Regions from separate parts of the Mus musculus genome. Here region 1 is linked to region 2. Evidence: chromatin contacts called from public Hi-C data. All regions are on one chromosome and are shown on one strand. The core of a region is the stretch at or near the end of the contact, and the rest is flanking DNA. Distances in the headings are between cores, read along the strand shown. Region 1 holds the start of Mrps27 (mitochondrial ribosomal protein S27). Region 2 has its middle 6.4 kb from the start of Gm41036.

Region 1 (5,128 bases), core at 2,163-4,662, 180 kb before region 2:
TTCACAGCAAGCACGGAAAAGCCTGAAAAGCTCTGCCCCAGTTTTCCAGGCGGGCAAGCTGGTTCTTCTCAGCTTCTGATGTGAAAGCTGAAAGCCATTTGTACGATTGCCAGCTCTTCAGAGTCCTAAAGTCCTTCTTAGATCCCAAACAGCCTCTCAATCTATGCTAGGCTATTAACTGGATGAGTTACAGTTATCAATCCTGAAAATATTTCCATTTGACTTGGATTAGAATATTTATCAGTACTTTGCATAAAGCAAAGAGGTATTTGTTTGCTTGTTTGTTTGTAAACAGGGTTTTTCTGTATAGTTTTGGCTGTCCTGGTCACTCTGTAGACCAGGCTGGCCTCAAACTCAGAAATCCGCCTGCCTCTGCCTCCCAAGTGCTGGGATTAAAGGCGTGCGCCACCACTGGCCGGCAAGCAAAGAGTTTATACCAAGACTTGGTATATCATTGTAATGAAACACTATTTAGCGATTTAAAAATAAGAATCCTGGGCTGGAGAGATGACTCAGTAGTTAAGAGCACTGACTGCTCTTCCGAAGGCCCTGAGTTCAATTCCCAGCAACCACATAGTGGCTCACAACCATCTGTAATGGAATCTGATGCCCTCTTCTGGTGTGTCTGAAGACAGCTACAGTGTACTCACATACATAGATAAATAAACCTTTAAAAAAAAAAGAATCCTGAAAACATTATGGTAAGTGAAAGATACCAGCCTCAAATTATGTCCCACTTAAAAGAAGCATTAGAATAGGGGAATCTAAAGAAAGGAAGCAGGTCACATGTCACCTAGAACTGGGGACGGGGGCTGAGGGAGTAAGAGTGACTAGCAACAAGAGATATAGAGTGTGATAAAAACATCCTGAGTTGGTTGGAAAGATGCTTGCACAATGCTGAAAGTCACACAACTGTGTACTTCAGTGAGTGAGTTGTACTGCATGTGAAGAGAAGGAACTCTAAAATAAAAGGCAGCTACCCAGAGATCATAACAGATCACACAAGGATTACAACCTGAGTTTTATGTCAGTGAAGAGTGACTGCGGATGACACCTAACTTTGATTTCTAGCCTCTACATACATGCATTCATAAAAGCACGATGCAAGCATGCATTCACACACGCACACACACACACACACACACATCTTTCTATGATGCTTTGTGCGTGTCATAAAGTCATAAAGAGCAAAGGTTTCTCCATCACTGCATACAAGCTGAGGTTCTAATAACGTCACAACCAAAGAATTTCTACAGCCAGGGGCAAAAGATGAAAGGAGATGGACACAAAGTGGAAGATCTAGATCAGACTCTCAAACTTTTTATGCATATGAGTCTCATTAAAATGCAGATAGTTTCTCTGTAGGCCCAGATTGCAGAGAGATTCTACTTATCCGACAAGTAACCCAGTAACAACATTCAAAGTGCTCAAAACACATCTGAATGAGTAAGAGTCTTCAGACTCACAGGCTTAGGTCTGGGCCTTGCCAGTCCCCCTCTGCACGTGCCATTCAAAATGTCTCCAAGCATTTTGTTTGTTTGTTTTGTTTTTAAAATAAGAAAATAATGTGATTGTGAAAATAGACAAGCTTTAGCAGCACAATTTAACTTTTAGCCCTTGTGGTGCCAATAATAAATGCTATGAAGATTGGGCAGATCATACACCTCTGTATCTTTTTCATCATACACAAAATGAGGGATACCACCTATCAGCAGGGTGGTTAAGGCTCACTAATGCCTGTCTACGAATTATGGTACCCAGTAAGTTTCCTTCCCCTGTCCTTTTCACATACCTGTTGTTGCTCTATCTCAGTTCATTTTTCTTCTATCTTTTTGATCATTTGGGCTGTATTCTTTCATCCTATTTTAAGTAGACTATGTAGAAGTCTTAAAGTGTTGCATATACTGACTCATCTGTCATGAATTTGTACAAGCTGAGTACTTGAATTAGGGTATTTATACACTGATGTACTTATATTGCCTTCCTATAGCCTCCATCTGTGGTCTAATGCAGTGTCCAAAAAACTTCTGTAGAAATAAAAATGTTACATTTTAAATTGTCCAAGACAAAAGACATCAGCTACATGGATGTACTGACCACATAAAACACTAACTGCCGTGAAGAAACTTAGTTTTTAATCTTATTTATCTTCAACTTAAATTTAAATAGCTACAAGTACTAGCAACTACCAAGTTGGGATAGCTTCAGAGTATAAACTGCCAAAGTAAAGGTTCTCTCAAGTTGCTCTGTGTAGTTTCCATTCCTTTGTTACAATAGTTGCCCCAGCCATTATAAGCAACCAACTTACTCTCCTGTATCTACTAGTGTGGGTCTTATGAAACTTCAAAGAATTTACTACCAATCACAATTAAATATGCCAAATAGCTCTACAAAGCACTCTTAGTGCCAAATATTGTTCGTATCAATTTGTCAAATGTGTGATATGAAGTGTTCTTGCCAGGTAGTTCAAACACTTTATCTTTAGAAAACTCTTGAGGACAACTGTGGAGTTTTTAAATGGCTGTACACTTACAGGAGTGAGAGCAAGTGAGCATTGCTTCTCTTTTTGTGACTGGTGTTAAGGGAGTCTGATTGAAAACAAGCAGCATTGCAAACATCCAAGTGTGGTTAGTTCATTTTACTTCTGTTATCTGGCACATCTTCAAGGATTACGAGATTGTAAGCACTACAAACTCGGGTTTTGCAAAAACTTCAAAACGTATTTTCACCATTAGGTACCCTAAAAAGGCTTTGAGTGATTATGTGATTCAACTCAAGCCATCAAATCGCTCTGCTTGTTTACCTACTGGTGGAAAAAAAAAAAAAAAAAGAAATGTCAGGCAGAAGTTGTGGCCAAGGTCACCAGGTAAAGTGAGGCTAGTGTTGAAAAATTCTTTCAGGAGATGAAGACCAAGGGTTCGGGTCATCAAGTACAAGGCAGTGAGGGAAAACTTTTGCCTGATGACCCTCCAAAGAAATCTCAGGGGAAGAAAACTGTTCTAGCCCACGGAGTGAACATATTTGGGTTTTTCATGATCACCAAGAAGTCTACTAATTTAATACATTAAACTTGCAAGACATACGCAGAACCTCATGCTACAGCCTTCCCCTACTTTTCAAAAGTTTGGAATGGCGGGTACTAGCCTTAAAGAAGAGGGATTATTTTTCCTTTCTGGGTTACCAATACCCTAAACGGCTTCTCTAGCAACCGGATCCCAGACGCACTTATGCGCTTCCTGGAAGCCCATCACCCCCTTCCTTCAATAAACAGCGTGCTGGGAGGCCTAAATGGAGCTGCAGCTCCAAGGCAGCAGCCACCAACCTGCGAGGCAAAGGCGAGACGCGTCTAGTCGCCGAGCCAGGAGCATCCCACACCGCACCATGGGAGCCGCCATCTTGGAGCGCACCAAGTGGAAGGCGGGCGTGGGGGGACAGGCACAGAGCCCGCCTCCGCCGGAAGTGGTCCTACCACCTCAGAGGTCCCCCCTGCCCGGGTCCCGCAGATGGTGCAGCCCGGCCCGGAACAACATGGCTACAGTGTTTCGGCCCCTGGAACGCCTGCGGGTGCCGCGTCCTTCGCTGCATCCCGGGGTGACGGGCTCAGGCTCCGCCTGCTGCCGCTGCACTCTCGGAGGTACGAGCGGCCGCACGCCTGGAAGGAGGGAGGGTGGAAGAGAAGGGAGCGTGAGCCCACCGCGGCCTCTCTTTTTGGAGGAGGCTCGTGCGCCCTTTCCCTTTTGCTGCACGCGTGAGCAGCCCGGTTTGCTTCCGGACTGTGAACCCCTCTGCTCTGTGCCTGGAAAGCAAAGGGCAGCTAGGGACTGCACTTGCAAAGGTCCAAGTTGCTCTTCGAGAACATACCTCAGTCGTCGGGTGTCCTTTTCTGCAAGGTTTTGGTGCGGAGTTTAAGAGATGGGAACCCAAGCTGTGCTGCTTACATTCTCAAAGACTCGAGGCAGGCGTCCTCATCCCCCAAATTATTCCTTACCGCCTTTCTGAAGGCGTGACTGCTATTGATAATAAAATTATTATAATGTGGGCGCGCACACACACACATAGCATCCAGTGACAGAGGTACCCTTCTTCATTTACAGAATAGGAAGTAGACAAGGTTGTCACTCGCCCAAGGTCACAGGGAGCTGGCAGATGCTGTATTTGAACTAAAGACCCAGATCTGACAGCGTCACAGGACTGCCTTTTCATAAACAACTATTTTTGTTACTACCTTACTGTGTCAGATCTCAGTGCACGGTTCATCTGTTTTTATCTCATGCACAGCCAACGATGCAGAAGGGTACATTCCAGACTTGCTGATCTGTGGTCAGTGATTTCTGATCTAGGGTTACTGAGTCCAGATCTGAAAGGCTATCTTCAGTGCCGAAGTTTCAAAACTGGAAGTCATGATATAGCTTTTCCCAATATTTCATGTTTCTCCCAAAATAAACCAAGCAAAAGTGTGTGTGTGTGTGTGTGTGTGTGTGTGTGTAGGTGTCTGCAGTGTGTGTGTGTGTGTGTGTAGGTGTCTGCATTGCTAGCCCCCAACTAGATAGCAAATGCCCATTTGTTCTTCATAGCTCATCTTGTCAACCAGTCTTCACACTCCATCAATCCCTACCTCTTTCAAATGTAAGACTTGCATTCAATACTTGACTGGAGATGTTTGCTTCTCACCAGGGATATATAGTATTTGTACCTCTCTGGATGGATCCTTTAGAGGCAACCATGCTCTTATTTGCTGCGGGGGAGGGGGAGAGCAATCAAAATGACTTTATTTTCTTTTTCTACTTTTTAGCTAAAAGATACCTACTCACAGATAACATTGTGAAGTTAAAGGAATTTCAACATAAGAAGATAGCTATTGCATATAACCTACCTGGCACCAAAGGTAATATCTGTTTTATTAATTCTTTAATCGTCTGTCATTCATATTTCTCCTTTGTCTCTATTCACTCTTTCAAGACCTATCTCATAGAGAGAAAAAAGACAGAGTGACCATTAGTTTCCTCATCAACCCTTTCTCTCAGACTCTGGTACTTCAAGTCCATGGCTCTTCCTTTAGCCCTGCCCCTAGGAACCCCACGAAAATAGTGATATTAGCCCTGTGGCCAGTCATCTAGATCTCTGCTGC
Region 2 (5,188 bases), core at 1,819-4,318:
GATGCAGCATGGTGAGGAGTCATGACTGGGGGCTGCTCCCACCTCATGCCTTCTCCACCATGATAAACTGTGCTCTCAAACCATGAGCCAAAGTGAACTCTCCCTCCCTTGAGTTATTTCTAGTAATTTAAGTCCTTTGTGCATGAACAAGTGGCTGAGAGGAGCTGAAAAGTTCACAGTCATGGTGTGAGAATAGAAAACCAAGAAGATTTTCCTTTAAGACTATCTGTAGAAACTTCAGTTTCTAGTAATTGAAGACTAGGAAATCTGGACAAGTCTCGCATTAAAGGTGCCCAAAGAAATGGATGGAAAGACCTTTGAATTGCTTAAAGTAGTGAAAAATTAAAAAAAAAAAAAAGAAAGAAAAAAAGAGAAAAATTAACAAGCTAGTGAGGGTTTACAAAATGAAAAGTTAGATGTGGAAAAGCCAGAAAACAAAAAACAAGACTAACATTCAAGTTGGATTTCATCCTAAGGGCATCTGCCAATCCCTACAAAACTGGTTAGTAACTCAACTGTACTTTTGTGGGATGTGGGTGCCAGTGAGGAAAAGCCAAGACCTGCTATCCACCAAAGGTGAGGACTCTAATCACCCACCCTACTTCAAGCTGTCATTCCAGAATGGCAGCTTCTTCAGACAACATGAATTGTAAGTAGACAAATTCTTGAAAAGAATTTCTGTCCTGATTTATGTTACAGAGGTGGTCCAGAGAGCCACTAATTTTGGCTTTGGTTTGATCTGTATTTGAAATGTAAGAATTCATCAAAAGAAAAAGAAAATTCTCTTTGGAAAAAGATGCTATTGATTCTCAAATACCTTAAAGTATGAGTGCCAAGAATAACCACTCATACACAGATACAAGCACACAGAGAAAAATCAAACACAACAGAAATAACAGGCAACACAAGCAGACCCAAGAGCATTGGAGACGGCAGTTGCTGGTATTTTTAGTCACCAACCATAAGGTTATATAAGAAATGATCAAAGACATATATCCATAGATCAGGAACACTAGCATGTCGATACACAGCACTCCCAGATATAACACAGTGGAGCCACAGGAACTGATGGTTTGTGTATACACAGGGAGAACGTGTTACCTTCAAAGGTGTAAAATAGCTGACTTTTCAAAGTCAATAATGGAAGTTAAAAGGCAATAAAACGGGCAGTGGTGGCTTGTGCCTTTAATCCCAGCACTTGGGAGGCAAAGGCAGGTGGATTTCTGAGTTCGGGGTCAGCCTGGTCTACAGAGTGAGTTCCAGGACAGCCAGGGCTACACAGGGAAACCCTATCTCAAATAAATAAATAAATAAATAAATAAATAAATAAATAAATAAATAAATAAATAATATGATCAGCAGTGAAAGAAAACATATGGTCACTTAGAATCCTAAAATTCTAGTATCAAAAATTCTATTATCATTTGCTTAAATGAGTTTTGGAAGTCCCAGAACTCATACTTAAGGGTGAAATAAAAGCATCTGGATGTAAGACCCAAAGTCCAAAACCCAAGATGCAAAAAGAAATAAGGACAAACAACTTATCTAGTAAAAATGTTTTAAAATTGCATAGAATTATAAGTTGATAAATAGCAAGTTAGTTGAGATGTAAGTAAAAATTTGATATTACCAAACTACATAGGACAAGATTAAGATCAGTAATGCAAGGTTAAAATAAAATATTTGGTAGAAACTATAATTTTAGACTAGCTACCAAAAAATAGATAATTCTAAAATAACAAAATTTCTAAACAAATAAAAGAGAAAAACAATACTTTAAAAACTTAGCCAATCCAGAGTCAAGGAGAGAGAGACAGAGAGAGACAGAGATAGAAAAAGAGAGCGAGAGAGACAGACAGACACACACACAGAGAGAGAGAGATGATAAATGAGGTAGGACATTCCAGAATCACCAAACAATATAATAGACTAGACCTGCAAGTCACGAGTAATTACATTAAATGTAAATGGGCTAAGCCTACTCTTACTTAGTGAATGCCCAGTGAGAGCTGTGGGTACTCATGAGGCTACACACTGAGTTGACAGTAAGTAGTCTAAATTCCAGCTCTTAGCTAAGCCTCAACAGAACTTGGGATTCTGAGCAATTCCCACACAGGAAATGAGGTCATCAGGTTGGATAATGAGTGCTCCTCAGCCTATCCTTTCCAATTTTGAAACTATTCTTACGGCCTTTTTTAGAGTCTTAGTCTTCTGTGACTAAGAGCTGGTTATGCTCCCAGAAGGAAAGGAACGCCCTCTGCTGAAATAAAATGGAATTATTTTAACTGCAGGTATCTTATGGGTCAAGATATCAGAGAAAACACATGGAACTGGAATTTGGGAGAGAGGACTGGGAGGAACACTGCAAAGACACCATCCCTTCTGAGAGAGATGAAGAAAGAAATCTCTGCATGGTTTTATTTTCCCTGGACATACACAATATCTGGATGTGACCCTTAAAATGTCACCATCCGCTGACTTTGAATTGTGCCGGATGAGGGCAGAGTGGGAACACGACAAGAGTGTGTCAGGACCCACTGAGATGCTATGTCAGTAACCTTTATTTTCAAACCTTGGACACATCACCTCTTTACTCTTTATGCTACTTTGAGTGGAGATTATGTTTTACGGACTGGAAACCTGCTACCCGATGCTACCTGTTTCCATGGGACCTAGTAGTGAGAGGGTCACCTAGTCCAGTGATGACGGATACAAATAAACATGGATGGTCCATATGAGTCCAAGTAGTTTTAGTGACCACATTAGAAGGAAATTTCAATTATATATTTTATTCAGTACAGTGTGTTAAAATATCACCATTTAGACACAGAATCAGCACAAATATTGAAGAGAGACTTTACAATCAGTTTTACATTAACACTTCAAAACCATTACCTTTAGCACATGTCCCTACTCAGGCTAGCCTGACGCTGTACGTGGCTAGTGGTTGTCTATCTAGACGGTTCTCCACAGCATCAGGTGGCACAGCCGCTGCCCTGGACACTGCTGCACCCAGGGTTAGCAGTGAATGAACGACATAAACATCTGGAGTGCAGCTTGCCCAGTCAGCCTTGCAGGCCTGAGAGCCAGAGTGCACTCCCTCCTCAGCCACGTCAGAGCTTCTCCCAGAAACACCCAGGGTTGGGAGTGTGCCCAAGTCACTTGGCAGGCCTCTTCCCTAGCTGGGGACTATTCTGCAGGGACTGAGTCTTGTCCTGACCACAAACTACAGTCATGACTCCACTTGCAATCATAAGGAGAAGAGCCTCTTGCCTCTCCGTTGCTGCCATGGTTGCTCTTCATTGTCAATGTAGGGGATTTAAAAGTGGCCTAAGAGACAAACCTTTGAGAGCATCTTTGAGCATGTCACCGGGGCATTTCCAGAGAGCATTAACAGAGGGGGTAAGACTAACCTTGAGTGTGGGTAGCACTATCCTATGGGCTAGGGTCTTAGACGAAGTGAAAGGATGAAGAACACAAACACAGCACCCACCCTCGTCTGTCTCTGCTTCCCAAGGCAGAGGCAGTGTGGCCGGCTGTCTGACACATCCAAGACCATGCCTTACCATCGTGATGAACCAGATCTCTTCTTTTACACCTATCTATACACATTATTAAGTAGACTTTAATTTATTAAACTATTACTTATTCTCTCACCATTTGAAATGTGTATAATTAGTTCGATTATAGTCACTACTGGTTCCCCCTCCCACTAAACCCCTTCTTCCCAACAGGGCCTCCTTTCACTTCCATGTCGTTTTTTGCTGCCCACTGTGTTTAATTATGGTTGCATGGTCGGGGGGTTGTTTGTTTGAACAAAGAAAACTCACACCACTAAGGAATGTGACTCTCTCTCCCCCAGCCTTAGCTGCCTGTAGCCCTTCAGGTAAGATAGAGTTTCATAAGCCCCTCTCCCATTTGTGATAGAATGTTAATGGTTTCTGTGTAGACAGCCACGTGTGCTATGTGTAAATGGGTCTAAGAGCCAGGTCAGGTCCACAGGGTAGTCACTGCTTCTCATACCCTGCCCTTATATTCTTTCCCACAATGATGTCTGGCCCTTTCGGGGGTGGGGGGCAATACAGATCTCCTACTTAAGAGCTAAGCACTCAATGCTCACTTATTACCAGTCTTCGTGAACTGCCTTCCAGTGCCAACAGAAGCTTCTCTGGCCAAGACTGAAAGCATCCCTGACATGGTTATAAACATAAATATTTAGAAGGAAATTTGATACAGTGTACTTTAGCCAAGTGACAGTAGCATGTTGCCATCTAGGGTCTATCACGTCTCCACTGGACTCTCGGTGAGGTTTCCAGGACTAGGCACAACTCTCTCCTGTGAAGTAGGCTCAAATCCAGTCAGGAATTGGTTACCGCACAACGGCCATACCACCGTTGCACAGTGGGGACCTCTTGCCCGGCAGATTGACATTGAAGTCTTCGATGTTCACACCTGGGAACAATAGTTGACGCCATGTCTCCTCCAACAGCCCGCATAGCGCCTTCCAGCTCTGAAGCTGCCAGCTCAGTCTTAGCTTGATCTCTCTGTCTGGCAATCAAAAGGTGTGGCATCCTCAGCAATGGCATATTGTCACCTCTCCTAGTGGGCAATGCAACCAGCCATGTCATTCTGGAGGTCTCTGGGAGGTCCCACTGGGAGCATTGGGATTTTCATGTAATAGCACACGACTTCTAAGAAAAGCATTGTCCACATATGCTGGGTACCTTCCTTCAAACTCACCCCCTCTTCCTTTTCACCATCGTTGTCTTCTCCTTCTGATGTGTTTTTAATTTGGTTATCAAGTAAGTTTCCACATATCTTAGTCTTGGTTAGCTTTCCACGTCAGCTCCTTGTCTCTCCCACTCTTCCCCCATCCCCATTTAAACTTTGCATTCCCAGTACCCTTATCTTCTCTCAGGTAATATATTGTACTCTCTTCTCTTCCGTAAAGCCCCTCTCCCTCCTCTCCTACTTCCCTCCCTCCCCTACCCCCCACCCCTACCTCCACCTCCACCCCCCCACCCCCCCCACACCCCCGTCTCCTTTCTGGCATCTTCACCTCTACAGGCACTCAGGTTACACACACAAATCTGAAAATTCAAAGGAAGCCCCTACATTCGAGAAAACATGTCTGCCTCTGTGGAGCTCAGTTCTGTCACCAGTGATACTGTTTCCCATTTCGATCCAT

Evidence for each region. Hi-C and Micro-C count contacts between places; a contact is called where the count stands out from the background.
Region 1: a Hi-C map of the C2C12 cell line shows a contact between it and region 2, with 3 times the contacts expected there. The contact joins the promoter of Mrps27 here to the enhancer-like site in region 2. A contact is called at or near these places in 17 of 39 promoter capture datasets (the 3T3-L1 cell line, 3T3-L1-derived adipocytes, the C10 cell line and 9 more), 7 of 484 Hi-C or Micro-C datasets (the C2C12 cell line, bone marrow-derived macrophages, muscle stem cells and 2 more), 13 of 115 datasets of contacts at active chromatin or transcription factors (bone marrow-derived macrophages, cardiomyocytes, embryonic hindbrain and 7 more) and 3 of 9 other capture datasets (adipose tissue, liver and macrophages).

Annotation. Positions count from the first base shown.
Region 1 is chr13:99,343,070-99,348,197 of GRCm38.p6, reverse strand. It overlaps Mrps27 (mitochondrial ribosomal protein S27), which reads right to left and starts at 3,412. Exons shown (of 11, transcript NM_173757.3): 1 at 3,323-3,412. The coding sequence starts at 3,395. Ptcd2 (pentatricopeptide repeat domain 2) reads left to right here and starts at 3,520. Exons shown (of 10, transcript NM_026873.2): 1 at 3,520-3,634; 2 at 4,793-4,885. The coding sequence starts at 3,529.
Region 2 is chr13:99,167,546-99,172,733 of GRCm38.p6, reverse strand. No RefSeq gene overlaps it. Among named protein-coding and RNA genes, the nearest start is that of Gm41036, 6.4 kb to the left of the region's middle. Within about 2 kb of position 3,068, at least 37 of the 459 cell types and tissues checked have an H3K27ac peak or open chromatin away from gene starts, as enhancers often do. A contact at or near this core is called in the C2C12 cell line, the SN4741 cell line, adipose tissue and 4 more, where this site is marked.